2 separate regions of the Sus scrofa genome follow, and region 2 is linked to region 1. A link is a contact called in public Hi-C data. All regions are on one chromosome and are shown on one strand. The core of a region is the stretch at or near the end of the contact, and the rest is flanking DNA. Distances in the headings are between cores, read along the strand shown.

What was found. Hi-C and Micro-C count contacts between places; a contact is called where the count stands out from the background.
Region 2: a contact with region 1 is called in a Hi-C map of heart right ventricle, with 2.8 times the contacts expected there. The contact joins two enhancer-like sites. A contact is called at or near these places in 2 of 47 Hi-C or Micro-C datasets (epiblast stem cells and heart right ventricle) and 1 of 2 datasets of contacts at active chromatin or transcription factors (skeletal muscle).

Annotation. Positions count from the first base shown.
Region 1 is chr9:125,339,135-125,345,385 of Sscrofa11.1, forward strand. It overlaps TSEN15 (tRNA-splicing endonuclease subunit Sen15), which reads left to right. Exons shown (of 9, transcript XR_002335966.1): 6 at 4,016-4,218; 7 at 4,720-4,907. Among named protein-coding and RNA genes, the nearest start is that of TSEN15, 41 kb to the left of the region's middle. Within about 2 kb of position 4,652, at least 2 of the 83 cell types and tissues checked have an H3K27ac peak or open chromatin away from gene starts, as enhancers often do.
Region 2 is chr9:125,703,802-125,709,983 of Sscrofa11.1, forward strand. All of the region lies in intron 2 of C9H1orf21, which reads left to right. Among named protein-coding and RNA genes, the nearest start is that of C9H1orf21, 94 kb to the left of the region's middle. Within about 2 kb of position 2,415, at least 13 of the 83 cell types and tissues checked have an H3K27ac peak or open chromatin away from gene starts, as enhancers often do.

The DNA of each region.
Region 1 (6,251 bases), core at 3,402-5,901:
TATTTTTATAGGTTATACTCCATTTAAAGTTGTTATAGCATAATGGGTATAGTTCCCTGTGCTGTACAATATATCCTTTTTTTTTTTTTTTTTTTTTGGTCTTTTTGCCTTTTCTAGGGCTGCACCCATGGCATATGGAGGTTCCCAGGCTAGGGGTTGAATCGGAGCTGTAGCCACCAGCTTATACCAGAGTACAGCAACGCAGGATCTGAGCCTTGTCTGCAACCTACACCACAGCTCACGACAACGCCAGATCCTTAACCCACTGAGCGAGGCCAGGGATAGAACCTGCAACCTCATGGTTCCTAGTCGGATTTGTTAACCGCTGAGCTATGACAGGAACTCCTGTACAATATATCCTTGCTGCTTATTTATTTCACACATGGTGGTTTGTATCTGTTAATCTCCTACCCCTGTCCTGCCCTTGCCTCAGTCCCACTCCCTGTTGGTAACCCCTAGTTTATTCTCTGAATCTTTAAGTCTTACGTTTGTGTATCCCACCACCTTCCCCAAACTGGCCTATACTAAGCTCTCAATAAGTATTTGGTGAATGAACGAATGCTGATTGTACGCTCATTTAATTGTGTAGGGGTTTACTTTTTGCCTCAAGGCACACTAAGATTTGGACAGCAGAGGGCACTGCTAAATAAGCACAGCATTTTCAGACTTGAGGAAAGAATTAACTTGAGATGTGGTGCTCTTGAAAATTTATTTTCAGTCTGTGGGGAATCACATAAATAAAAATATAAATAAGTTTTTTGTGCTCACACCCCCTTTTTCTTTCTGACATGCCTCTAAAATTACACTCTCTACTGACATTAAATATGTGAATTGATTCATGCTTTGCTCAGAATAGAGATCTATATTTAAAAACAAAAACTTGTTTGGGGCATGGGTGGGTGGGTGGGTGGTTTTTTTTTTTTCAAGATTATGGTTTTGTTCATATCCATATGCCATGATGCACTTCATTTTTTCCTTGCAAAATCCTAATATATAAATACAATTTCGAGATCAGATCACATAGCAAGAGACCCCAGCTTTGAATCACTCAGTAAACTGGCTGAATACCAGTGGCCAGAGACACAAATGCTACTGTTACACCTATAAACTTTTTCATTAAAGGGAAGCCTTCTCTATATGGAGCAGGGTGGGGAAAGAGCATGCACATCGTGCTGTCTTCATTTTGTATTCCGGAGGCCCTCGTCCATGCCCGCCCCAGCAGGGACGGCTCAGTGGAACACTAGGCCTCTAGGCCCAGTGACTCCAGACTGACTGACTTTGCGCCTGGCCTCGGTGTCCCCACTAGAACGTGCCCCTAAACACCGCAGATCCCTCCCCGAGAACCTGAGGGCGGAGGCACCTGGGAATTCAGAGCTACAGCTAGAATAGAACAGTATCTACAAAGCTCCTATAATCTGCACTTTAAAAACAATGGAAACAGTTCACACGTTTATACGCCTGGAACCAAATGACCTAACCAAAACATCATGGTACTTCGGGTACTTCATCTTCTCTTTCTGAGCATTTGAGTTGTGAATTCCTCTCTGAGGTCACTTTTTCCTTTGCAGAGCTAGTAGGAGGGCTTTCGCTGCTGCGGCACAGTGGTTCCTGCCAAAGTTTATAGTTCTTGTAGACAGAAGCTCTTTATTCATCTGCCGCATTTTACCTTGACTGTTTACATGCGCAGAATCATGGCATATTCTCTGCACAAGAAGTACCATTTTCCCTCCTTTCAGACCCAGAGCTGTCCTGTTCCTTACCACCCCCACTCCTGCAGCCTAAGCCTCTTAATGATCTTTTTTTTTTTTTTTTTTTTGTCTTTTTAGGGCAGCACCCGCAGCATATGAAGGTTCCCAGGCTAGGGGTCTAATCAGAGCTGTTGCCACTGGCCTACACTACAGCCACAGCCACGCTAGATTTGGGCCAGGTGCTTAACCCACTGAGCGAGGCCAGGGATCGAACCCGCAACCTCATGGTTCCTAGTCGGATTCGTTTCCGCTGCGCCACCATGGGAACTCCTTTGTTTTTGTTTGTTTGTTTGTTAATGATTTTTGAATAAGAACTGTTTGGGCTTGTTAGGAAAGAGGATGGGAAAATCTCATGACTTATTGGGTGGGTCTGCTTTTGAAATGTTTAGATGGTTCTGGAAGATTAAAAAACTGTTTAAAATCAAAGATTTTTTTTTTAGATTTCATTGTACTGAATGGGGGTCATATTAAGGAAGTATTTAATTAGAATCCATTCATTTATTAACACATTATTTATCTTTAGACATTAATTGGACTTCTCTGTGCTTAGATGATGTTGTAAACGCCAGGGTTACAGAGATTAATGAGATATGACCTGTTCCTTCAAGGAGTTCAGATAGCCAGAGCTCTAAAAAAGAGCATTACCATTGTGAGTGAGGAATACCTGTCAGGCAGCGTGTGAAATTTATGCAGTTTCCTTAATGGTGAAGGGGTTTAGCAACGTCTGGTAAATTAAACAATTTTCAAACAATCGTTGTATGTATGTTATTTGTCCCAAAGCCCTGAACATTGGACAGGTATGGAGAAATATTACACCATGCACCTTGCCAAGGCTTATTGTTAGGTTCGAAAGGAGAAAATCCGTGTGTTCAAGATAACTGGAGAGTATTACAAGGCAGCGGAACATATAAATGCTAAATGCTAATGATAATGTAGCACTTTATTCTCTCTCAAGTGCTTCAGTACTCTTTGATTTGCACAACAGAACTGATATTATTTATTTACTATTAATTTACTACCCTTGTTTAATAGATGGAGCAATTAGGGGACTGAGTGGTTGAGCAGCAGCTTCAGGTGGTAGCAAGTGAGTGGGCAATGACGACTAGAACGAGGTCTCTTAACATCTAGGCCCCTGTTCTTTTCAGAATCTTGTGTGGTGCAGAGAAATATATTAATGTGTGTCAAAGAGGCTTTGGGAAGAAAAAGAGTCGCTTAGTCCTGGAGGGAGTTAGAAAGTGATTTAGAGATCAGTTATATTATCCTCTTGTACTCTTGAACAAGTGTATCAAAATGTCATGCTGTGTGTGGATAATTTGGAAAATCATTTTCATAGGCAATATATTTATAAAGTTTTCTTCCAAAGAATAAATACATCCATGTCCATGCTCTTTATGTAGGCAAACCTAAGACAATATTTAATATTAAATGAGAAAGAGCTCAGAAAGGTGCTTTGTTTGTTAGAACTAAATTCTGTGCTGGTACAAAGAGAAGACTCAGGGAACGTTCAAATGATGACTTCACTATCAGTGAGGAAGGGTCTTAATCCCTAAATATCCCATGGATCTGCTTGCTATTGCTTGAAATCCTACCGTCATTCTATTTCTTTTATTTTCTTTTTGGTTTTTAGGCCCACATCTGTAGCATGTGGAAGTTCCCAGGCTTGGGATCGAATTGGAGCCACAGCTGCCTGCCTACGCCACAGCCTCAGCAACTTGAGATCCGAGCCGAGTCTGCAACTTACACCATAACCCATGGCAACACCATTTCCTTAACCCCTTGAGCAAGGCCAGGGATTGAACCCACATCCTCATGGGTACTAGTCGGGCTCATTACCACTGAGCCACAATGGGAACTTCTCATGGTTCTGTTTCTTTTTGTTGTTGTTATTTTAATTTTTTTATTTATTTTTTAATGATTTTTATTTTTTCCTTCATAGCTGGTTTACAGTGTTCTGTCAATTTTCTACTGTGTAGCAAGGTGACCCAGTCACACATACATATATATGTTCTTTTTCTCACATTATCATGCTCCATTGTAAGTGACTAGCTATAGTTCCCAGTGCTGTTTCTTAACCCTGAAGCTTTGATCCTGTTTAATTTGGCAAGCATTTTTGCAGGACAGCTTGGGCAAGAAGGCCCAATGCCATGATCTGGGGTTACTCTATACCCAAATATTTATTTATTAGCCCCAACAGATAAAGTTAATCAGTTAAATTGTTATATGAATTTCTAAATGTTTATTCTCAATTTCTGTACTTCTCATTCCAGACCAGCAATCCTTTGTGAATTGACACTGTGTACAGACCACACTTTGAGTAGCGTGTGTTAGAGCACAGATGAGAAGTGACGAGAGCCTGAAACCTGCTGGTAGCTCAGGTGTGTTAGGATGGGCGAGATTATGATGTTGCTGGTTCGCAGCCTCAGGAATCTCCTGGGTGAAATCTGGAACTGGATCCCATACAGAGGGCAAGGTGAGACGGAGGAAGAGGCACACCACTCACATTGGTAGCGAACAGTTAATAAGCAAGAGAACTTACATATAAGCTTGTCTTGGGTGGCCACAAGACACGTAGGTCTCTGCCCCGGCCCTCCAGAATCTTAAAAATTTATACTGAGGCCTTAACTGGGTTCAGTCACATATTCAGTCCAGATGTCTCAACTGCACACTACAGTCTCAAGGTTGCGTCCTTGAATGGCTCCCACTGTGGGAACGTGGATAGAGCCTATATACTCCAAGAACAGGGGAGGGGTGAGAAGCCTCAAATGTCCTATCCAGCTCGTGGGTCAACCAGGAGTCACATCCTCTTGATAACCTTTTCCAACAGATTCAGTAACAACCAGTGAATTAGTTAAACAAATGTTGATTCCTTGCTCACATTACAAGTCCCTTATACACAGGCTTGGAGTCCTTACTCTAGGAATCAGGTCAACAGAGCCTCCCACAGCCGGAATGTTGTTGGTTCTAATGGCAGGAAGAAGAACGTGCTGGGGTGTCACGTACGGCAATTAAATACATCCAGGAGAAGCAGCCTGTCATCCCTGCCCACGTTTTATTGGCCGAAGCAAGTCCCATGGCTGGCCGTGATCTTCAAGCAGGAGAGGAAGTGCATGTCCATGGTGTTCCTGGACTGAGGAGGGCAGCTAGAGAACAGCTTTCCAGGTAATGGAAAGGAGAGGAGGGAGAGCAAGGAAGTAAAGTCATCGGCTGATTGGCTGCGGGAGCAGAGGCGGAGGGAAGTTAAACCACAGACTGTTCTGAGTCGCTTGAATGTGAACGAGTTCCAGGTTGCCATGGGGAGATAGTTAGAGGACTTTACAAGAGGGACACCAGGATAGGAAAAGACCAACCTGGGGCCCCCTGGAGTGTGGGAGGAAACTTTGGAAGACAAACTCACCCCTACTTTTATAATCAGGCTCTGGATTTCATATCTGAACTCAGAAGAGAGACCTTTTATGTGTCAGGAACCTAAGGTAACTGTAGACCTTACTCTTCTTCTTCTCAGACCAGAAAACACATACTGTTTTCTTGTCTGTACTTCCTAAGAACATGGAAAAAAGTATTTGTGCTGCAGTGTAGCGGGTTTAGTTGAACCCTGCAAGAATATTTCTGAAGGGAGCTTGTTAAGTATGGATGGATGGATGGGGGTGGGTTTGTGAGGAAGCTGGGGCCTTCTTTGGGGAGATGGATAAGTATTTAGTGGAATCATGTACCTGGAGTGTTTGTGTAGCTCTAGGGGTGTTCGGGTGTGGCAGTATGAGATAGGGAGAGAAAGTTGGGGGTAGACCCCAGTCCTCAGGATTCTCCTCTGTCCATGATGGCACTGGCTGAATGGGGTACCCTGTTACAGTGTCCCTGCTCCATGTAAGTCTTGTGTCCTCTTAATCCCTGGGCACAAGATCTTTCAGTACTCTTGGGCACTTGGAAAGTACTTGGTTCTGTCCCTGAACTCCCTGGGGCGCTTTCAGACTGCCTGGGGCCCTCTCCATCTAGACTGGCTTTCCTAGCCAGACCTTCTCTGCTGTGCTGATACAAAGCTGGGTGAACGATGCATGGTTGTGGGGTCTGTGAGGTTTTAGCTGAGCCTGGAAGCGGCAGCAGCAGGTGGTTGGGGACAGCTGCTGGCCAGATTCTCATCTCGGATGAGAGGACTTCCCCTGGAGTGTCTGTTATCTCTCCTGTGCAGCAGGAACTCGGTCAGACAGAGTGAGGGCAGTGGGGACGCAGCACAGGTGTCTGCTTAGTGACCCATTCAAGCTCTTCCACTTTTGCCCTCACCTCTTTCTACCACCGTTTCTCCCCCTCTGATTTTATTTTATCTTAAGGGTAGGGGGAAAAGAAAAAACTGTGACCATTTCATAGATGTATTTTTCTTCCAAACATTTTGTTTTTGCCAAGATTTCAGGTTTTGAAACTCAAAAGGCAAGAATTTGCCTCTTTTGTTCTGTAGTATAATCCCATCCCCCAGGCAGTGTGCCAAGAAAGCCTGTGTGGGAAAAGGTTCAT
Region 2 (6,182 bases), core at 1,165-3,664, 360 kb after region 1:
TGTAACTTTCAGAGCCAAGAAGGCGTCCTGGTCTGAAGTACCACGTGCAGTTTGCAAAAGTTAGCATCTAATAAAAGGAGCCGTGGATGAGTCAGCTATTGCAGGGTATTAGACAACCTCAGGATGTCGGTGCCATTCAACAACAAGCATGTCTTTCTTGATCATGAGTTGGTTAGTCAGCTGGAGTGGCTCTGCTCCGTGTCGCCCTCAGCTTTCTCTTGGGACCAGTGAGCCAAGGGAGACATGCTGTCCGTTTGCAGAAGGGTAAAAGTCCGAGCTTTATACATGATGCCTTTTAAGCTTGGGCTTAGACTTGCCCAGCTGGCACTGGCACCCACATTTTACTGGCCAAATCAAGTCATAAACAGGCTCAAAGACAAGGCACAGAGAAGTCCATGTGACCACAGTGCATTTGTGGCAAAGATGTGGATGTAGAGAAGGGTCAAGAATTGGGGCTTAAAAAAAGGACCTCCCATCGTGGCTTGGCGGTAATGAACCTGACTAGTATTCCTGGGGATGCAGATTTGATCCCTGGCCTCACTGCCATGGCTTAAGGATCCAGCCTTGCTGTGAGCTGTGGTGTAGGTCACAGATGTGGCTCGGATCTGGCGTGGCTGTGGCTGTGGCTGGCAGCTTTAGCTCCTATTCGACCTCTAGCCTGGGAACTTCCATATGCTGAGGGTGCAGCCCTAAAAAAAAGAAGAAAAAAAAAAAAAAAGAAAAGAATTGGGGCTAATAATTCAGTTTACCCCAAGGCTGCCCAGTCATTGCTGTCAGTGTGCCTCCATGTAATTCCTGCCAGAAAATGCACACACAGCCTCTGTCTGCCAGCTTCTCTTCACCCTCCCCGTACTTACACTGAAGTTTTATTCACTCTAGCATTTGGCATCTTATTACACTTTCTGGCACCAGCACCTGCAGGTGTGTGGCCTGGTGTTAGAGAAAGCAGGCCTATGGCGAGGCAGAGAGCTTCACGTCCGTCCAGGGAGACAGGTTATCTAGTCGCATGGAGTTCCGGGAGTAGAATCGTCAGATTCCATTGTGAACATCGGGCCAGTATCCTCGAGGTGACTGAGGGCTAGAGTTTGAACTCGCCAAGAGAAGGTTGTGTCTGCGTCTCCACTTGAGTTAGTTGACAAGCAGACGTCTGCAAAATCCCGGTAGAATCACAGATGGTCACAGATGAAAGGTGGATCTGGCTCACTTTCAGCCATTTGGTATCTTTTGTCACCCATTGTTTGTGGTCATCTCTTACCATGTAGCCAAGGACCCCAAACTGAGCAGCACTGATTGTCATTTCTCCTGATTCTGTGCGGTGGCTGGGTTCCTCTGCTGTCTTTCGCCTGGGCTCAGGCGCACGGCTGCATTCAGCTGGGAGCTCAGCTGGGCTTGACTGACCACGGTGGCTTCAGGCCTCTCTTCCACTGGGGTAGTCAGACTTTTCACATGGTGGTTAGCTTCCGAGAGAGGAAGTTGGAGCTCCCAGGCCTCTTAAGATGGGCTTCCTTGAAAGTCCTAGAGTGTCACTTGTGCTGCATTCTGTTGAGCAGAGCAGGTCACAAGACCAGTGCAGAGTCAAGAGAGCACAAAGGCTTTCCATCCCTCTGGGGCGTCTGTGCCTCTAGGGAGGGAGGGATTGTTGGGACTCATCTTTGGCGACTGGTTACCACACCCATGGACCGAGGCAAGGAGAACTCATAACTGGATTCTGTTCCAACCTGAACAGTTCTATTCTGTTTGTTAAATCACACCCGTGTTTTCCATCTTATAAAGTGGCCTCATTCACTTTTTAAAAGCTCAGTGTTTTTAAATGTTTGAAAAATGTTGTCACCACATGTTGTTAAAGAGTTGACAGTGTCTGTGAAAGGCGGCATATTTGGGGGACGCTCTCAAGGATGTGTCTCCTGAGTGTGTGTGTATGTACACATTTCGATCCTTTTCCTAAAAGTGTTAATTTCGTTGCTTCTCAGGAAATGCTGGGGAGCATTGATAAGCAGTGTGTTTTTACAAATAGTAATTTCTGTTTATGTGAAGCCTTTTGGTCTCTGTGACATTTTGGTTATTTAGGAGCCAGACACCATGCCGCATGTGTGGGGCAGAATTTCTATCGAACGTCCCACCGTGGAGGATTAAGTGACACATGAGAACCTTGCTTCGTAGATTTCATAGACCTCGGGAGATCATTGAGGAGGAACTTTATCACTGCCATCTACCTAATGACTTTCTTTCGCTTTAAATATGGAAGCATAAAAATTTCAGATCTAAAGTCGTGTCTCAGTACTGTGGCCCTTTCAAAAGTCAAGTCCAGGCCAGAAAGCTTCATCTCACAATTGGGATTTTCCTTCCCTCCGTGGCCAGAGCAGATGTGAAAAGTGGTCAGCAGATCTGCTGAGGTCATGCAGAGGACAGCTGAGCCGAGTGCCAAGACCAGCTTGCATAAAATAAGTGACCAACAGGCTCAAGTTATCAGGAACTAGTTAAGCAAGTTCCAAGGAAAGCCAAGCGCTTGTTGGATTTCTTTCAACAAGTCATTCACTTAAACTATTAAAGTAGGTGCACAGAACAGATTCAGGCCTTATTAGGGAAATGAACATGTCAAACCCTGAGATCATTCTCTCTTCTGCAGCCCACCCCCAACAGGGAAAACTCTCGAGTTATATTGACTTTCCTATTTGCGTGAAGGTCGCCATCATTCTTCCCATAATGTAGTCTTTAATCTTGAAAAGGCTTTAAGCTTGAGGCCTTTGTCTCTTCCAGTTCCCAGATCTGTGAGTCTCATTCTCCCCCACCATCACCATTGTTCATTGTTTAGGTAGTTACAGCCCATAACCCAGGCTAGCGCAGGGTCCTCTGAACGGATGCTCCATTAGCCCTGCTGTTGTGTATTTGCAACTCTGCTTTTGGTGCGCTTTTAACTCTCCTTTTTTTTTTTTTTTTTTTCTTTTTTCACCATTGTCAGACTGTTGCAGTTTTGTTTTGTTTTTAAAGTACTCCTCTGTCTGTGTTAATGCCCCTGCTCCAGAACTTTCTGTTGCACCCCGTTCTTACTAAAATCTTAAATCAGTGGTGAATAAGAGCTACCTGGGGAGATAGCTCTTATTCACCCCGGCAGCCTTGTTTCATACCCTGACCCTCACGTTCCCTGTTCTTCGGCCGGATGGGACAGCTCATCTGTGACCTCTTTGCACATCTCTGTCCTCCTGGTCAGGTATATCATGGTCTCTGCTTGGCGTGGACCCTTTCTCCTTCTTTCTTCATCTCTTTAAATCCTGCGCTTTTTCCAAACTTGGAGTGAAGCTTTTCTAATACCTTCAGAAAGTACCTCTTTCCTGTCATCCCAGAATGTTTTTACATCCTTACATATTTGGAGTTTTTGCTCATGTGCGTCCTGTCTCTTATGAGCTGGTCAGTCCCCCCCACCGAAGGTGGGGACTGTGTGATCTTGAGAGGACACAGGTCCTTGAGAGGACACAGGTTCCGGAATGCCAGGAGCTGGAGACAGAGAGATTGTGTAGGAACTAGGCTGGACCCTGACTATGCCAGCTACTTGATGAGGTAGCCTTGGTTAAGAACCAAAGGAGCCTGATATTTATAAATATTCCCTTAAGTGGAAGTACTTAGATTACCGTAGTAAGTTCTTCTGAGGTGGTGGTATAGGATTTACCGTGAAAGAATAGCAGTAAAGCAAGAATTTGGCTGCTTTCCTTCACTTGGGCTCTATATTACCCTGTGGCTTCAGTGTTGATCTGATCCTTAGCTTCATAAATTGAGAATACATTGCAGAGGTGTGTGTATGTGTGTGCGTGAGAGAGAGAGACAGAGATGGTTTTATGCTAACTATATACATATTGTCGGGACCAACTTCATGGGTTATGGTGAAGATTAGATGAGAAAATACATAAGCTTTATTTAAAAATTCAAAGCATTTGGAAGCAAAGTAATAATTCACTGTTTCTTCCTGTAACAATTTCTGGTTGTAGAAAATGAAGATTAATTAAAGAATAATTCATCGGTGTTTGTGTTTGTGAGACAGTAAGAGAGGGAATAATGTTTAAACCTGTGCTGTCCAGTACAGCAGTCCTTGGCCACATGTGACTGTTAAGCATGTGAACTAAGGCTAGTCCTAACTGAGGTATGCTGTAAATGTGAATTACACAGGAGATTTTCAGGACTTAGTATGAAAAAGAAAAAAAAGAGTATGAAATAGCTCACTAGTTTTCTATTGATTGCATGTTGAAATGATAATATTTTGGATATATTGTGTTAAATTATATATGTATTTTTCCTACACCACAGCCACAGCAATGCAGGATCCAAGCCCCATCTGTGACCTATACCACAGCTCACGGCAACGCCAGATCCTTAACCCAGTGAGCGACACCAGGGATCGAACCCATGTCCTCTTGGATACTAGTCGGGTTCATTACCGCTGAGCCACAACAGGAACTCCCTCACTCATCTTGACTTACATTTTTTTCAGCTCTTATAACTGTGATCCAAGTCTGTCATACACTCATCAAACACCTCTGCCCTTAAGGTCCTCCTTCACCAACTCACCGAAGGAAAAAAAAAATATGGAGAGGGATGATGTCCTCTCTGACTTTTGGGCAACAGCTTCAGAAGTCAATAGACGCTTCCACAGGTCAGCAGGAAAGCTGCAGGAGAAGGCAGCTAACAATTCCCAATTCCCACGGAGAGGTGAACAGGTTAGAGTTGCTCTTTCTGGTCCTGTGGGCTGGCTCCCAATCTCTGCCTCTCTGGCTGTCCCCTGTCCCCCGCCCAAGGGTACCTTCTCACCTCGAGAGCCAAGCAGACGCGGAGGGCCACTGCCTCAGCCTAACCCTTTTCTCTTTGATTCAATAATAAACAAACTCCAAAACTGAAACTTGCAAGGGAAAGAAACTGTAAACACCAACATTACCTTTTAGTGACTTCAGCCACCATCCAAGAGAAGCAGAGCCTGAGTTACGTAAGTACTTTAAGTATCCCCAGCAGCCACATTAAGTAGAAAAGGCACTGGTGAAATTCATTTTAATAACATATTTTGGAGTTCCCATGGTGGCTCCAGCAGTAAAGAACCCGACTAGTATCCATGAAGATGTGGGTTCGATCCCTGGACTTGCTTGGGGGTTAATGATTCGGTGTTGCTCTGAGCTGGAGTGTAGGTCACAGACATGGCTCGGATTCCAAGTGGCTGTGGCTGTGGCTGACGGCTGCAGCTCTGATTTGACCCCTATCCCTGGTATTTTCATATGCTGCAAGTGCATCCCTAAAGAGACCAAAAAAAAAAAAAGAAGAGTGAGGAACCTGGCCCTGGGTTTAGTCTGTGAAGATTCCACAATGTCTCAAGCTGAGCCTCAGAAAGGTCTCAGTGGCTTTAAGTGCCCACGGGGCTCATGAAATCATAGAAGCCAGCCCACCCTGGCTCACACTTCCGCATCACACTTCCAAAGTGAAGGTGCTTAGGCCAGGGTCTGACTCAGAGAAGGTCTCAGAAACATGTTGGTTTTATTTTCTGCTTTTATAGTTCCTGCCAGTCTGATAGGTGCTTCTTACTGTGACAGGAGAGAGAGAACAGGCCCAGACCCTGGGCATGTAAGAGAGTCATAGCCATGCCCTCCCACCAGCCAAATCTGTTCCCGCTTCCCCGCTTCCCACATTGTCTTTGACAAGGAGCCTTGAGTTGCCTCGTCTACATCATGGAGATGCCAGTGGCATCCACTGCTCAGCGCTGCGTGGAGGACCAGACGTTAGCAGCGTCAGCAGCAGGGGCCACCTACGGCAAGGTCAGGGGCGAGGAGCAGTCAAGCATTCCTGGTAAATAGGGCTCAGCTGACCCATCCTCTTCACTTTTGCCCCTCATCCTTCTCGAAACAGACCACACTGGAAAGCCACGGGATGCCGCATTTAATCTAGCCAAGGGGGAATCAGTCTGAATTTCTGTTTGGAAAAATTTTCTGTGCCAGAAAGTCACGAAATGCGCTATACTTTGTATGTTTCAAAAAAAAAAAGAGGAAAATCCAAGTGCTATTTTCCTTCCCTTGCCAACGGTATCAGGAGCCTGTTCTTTTAATATTAGAGACAGAGATAAGCGGGAGAGTAGGACCCTTTGTCACTTATTGCTCCAACGCAGCCTGATTGTAAGATGAGGGAGCGTGCAAGTTCTCAGATGCCATTGGCGG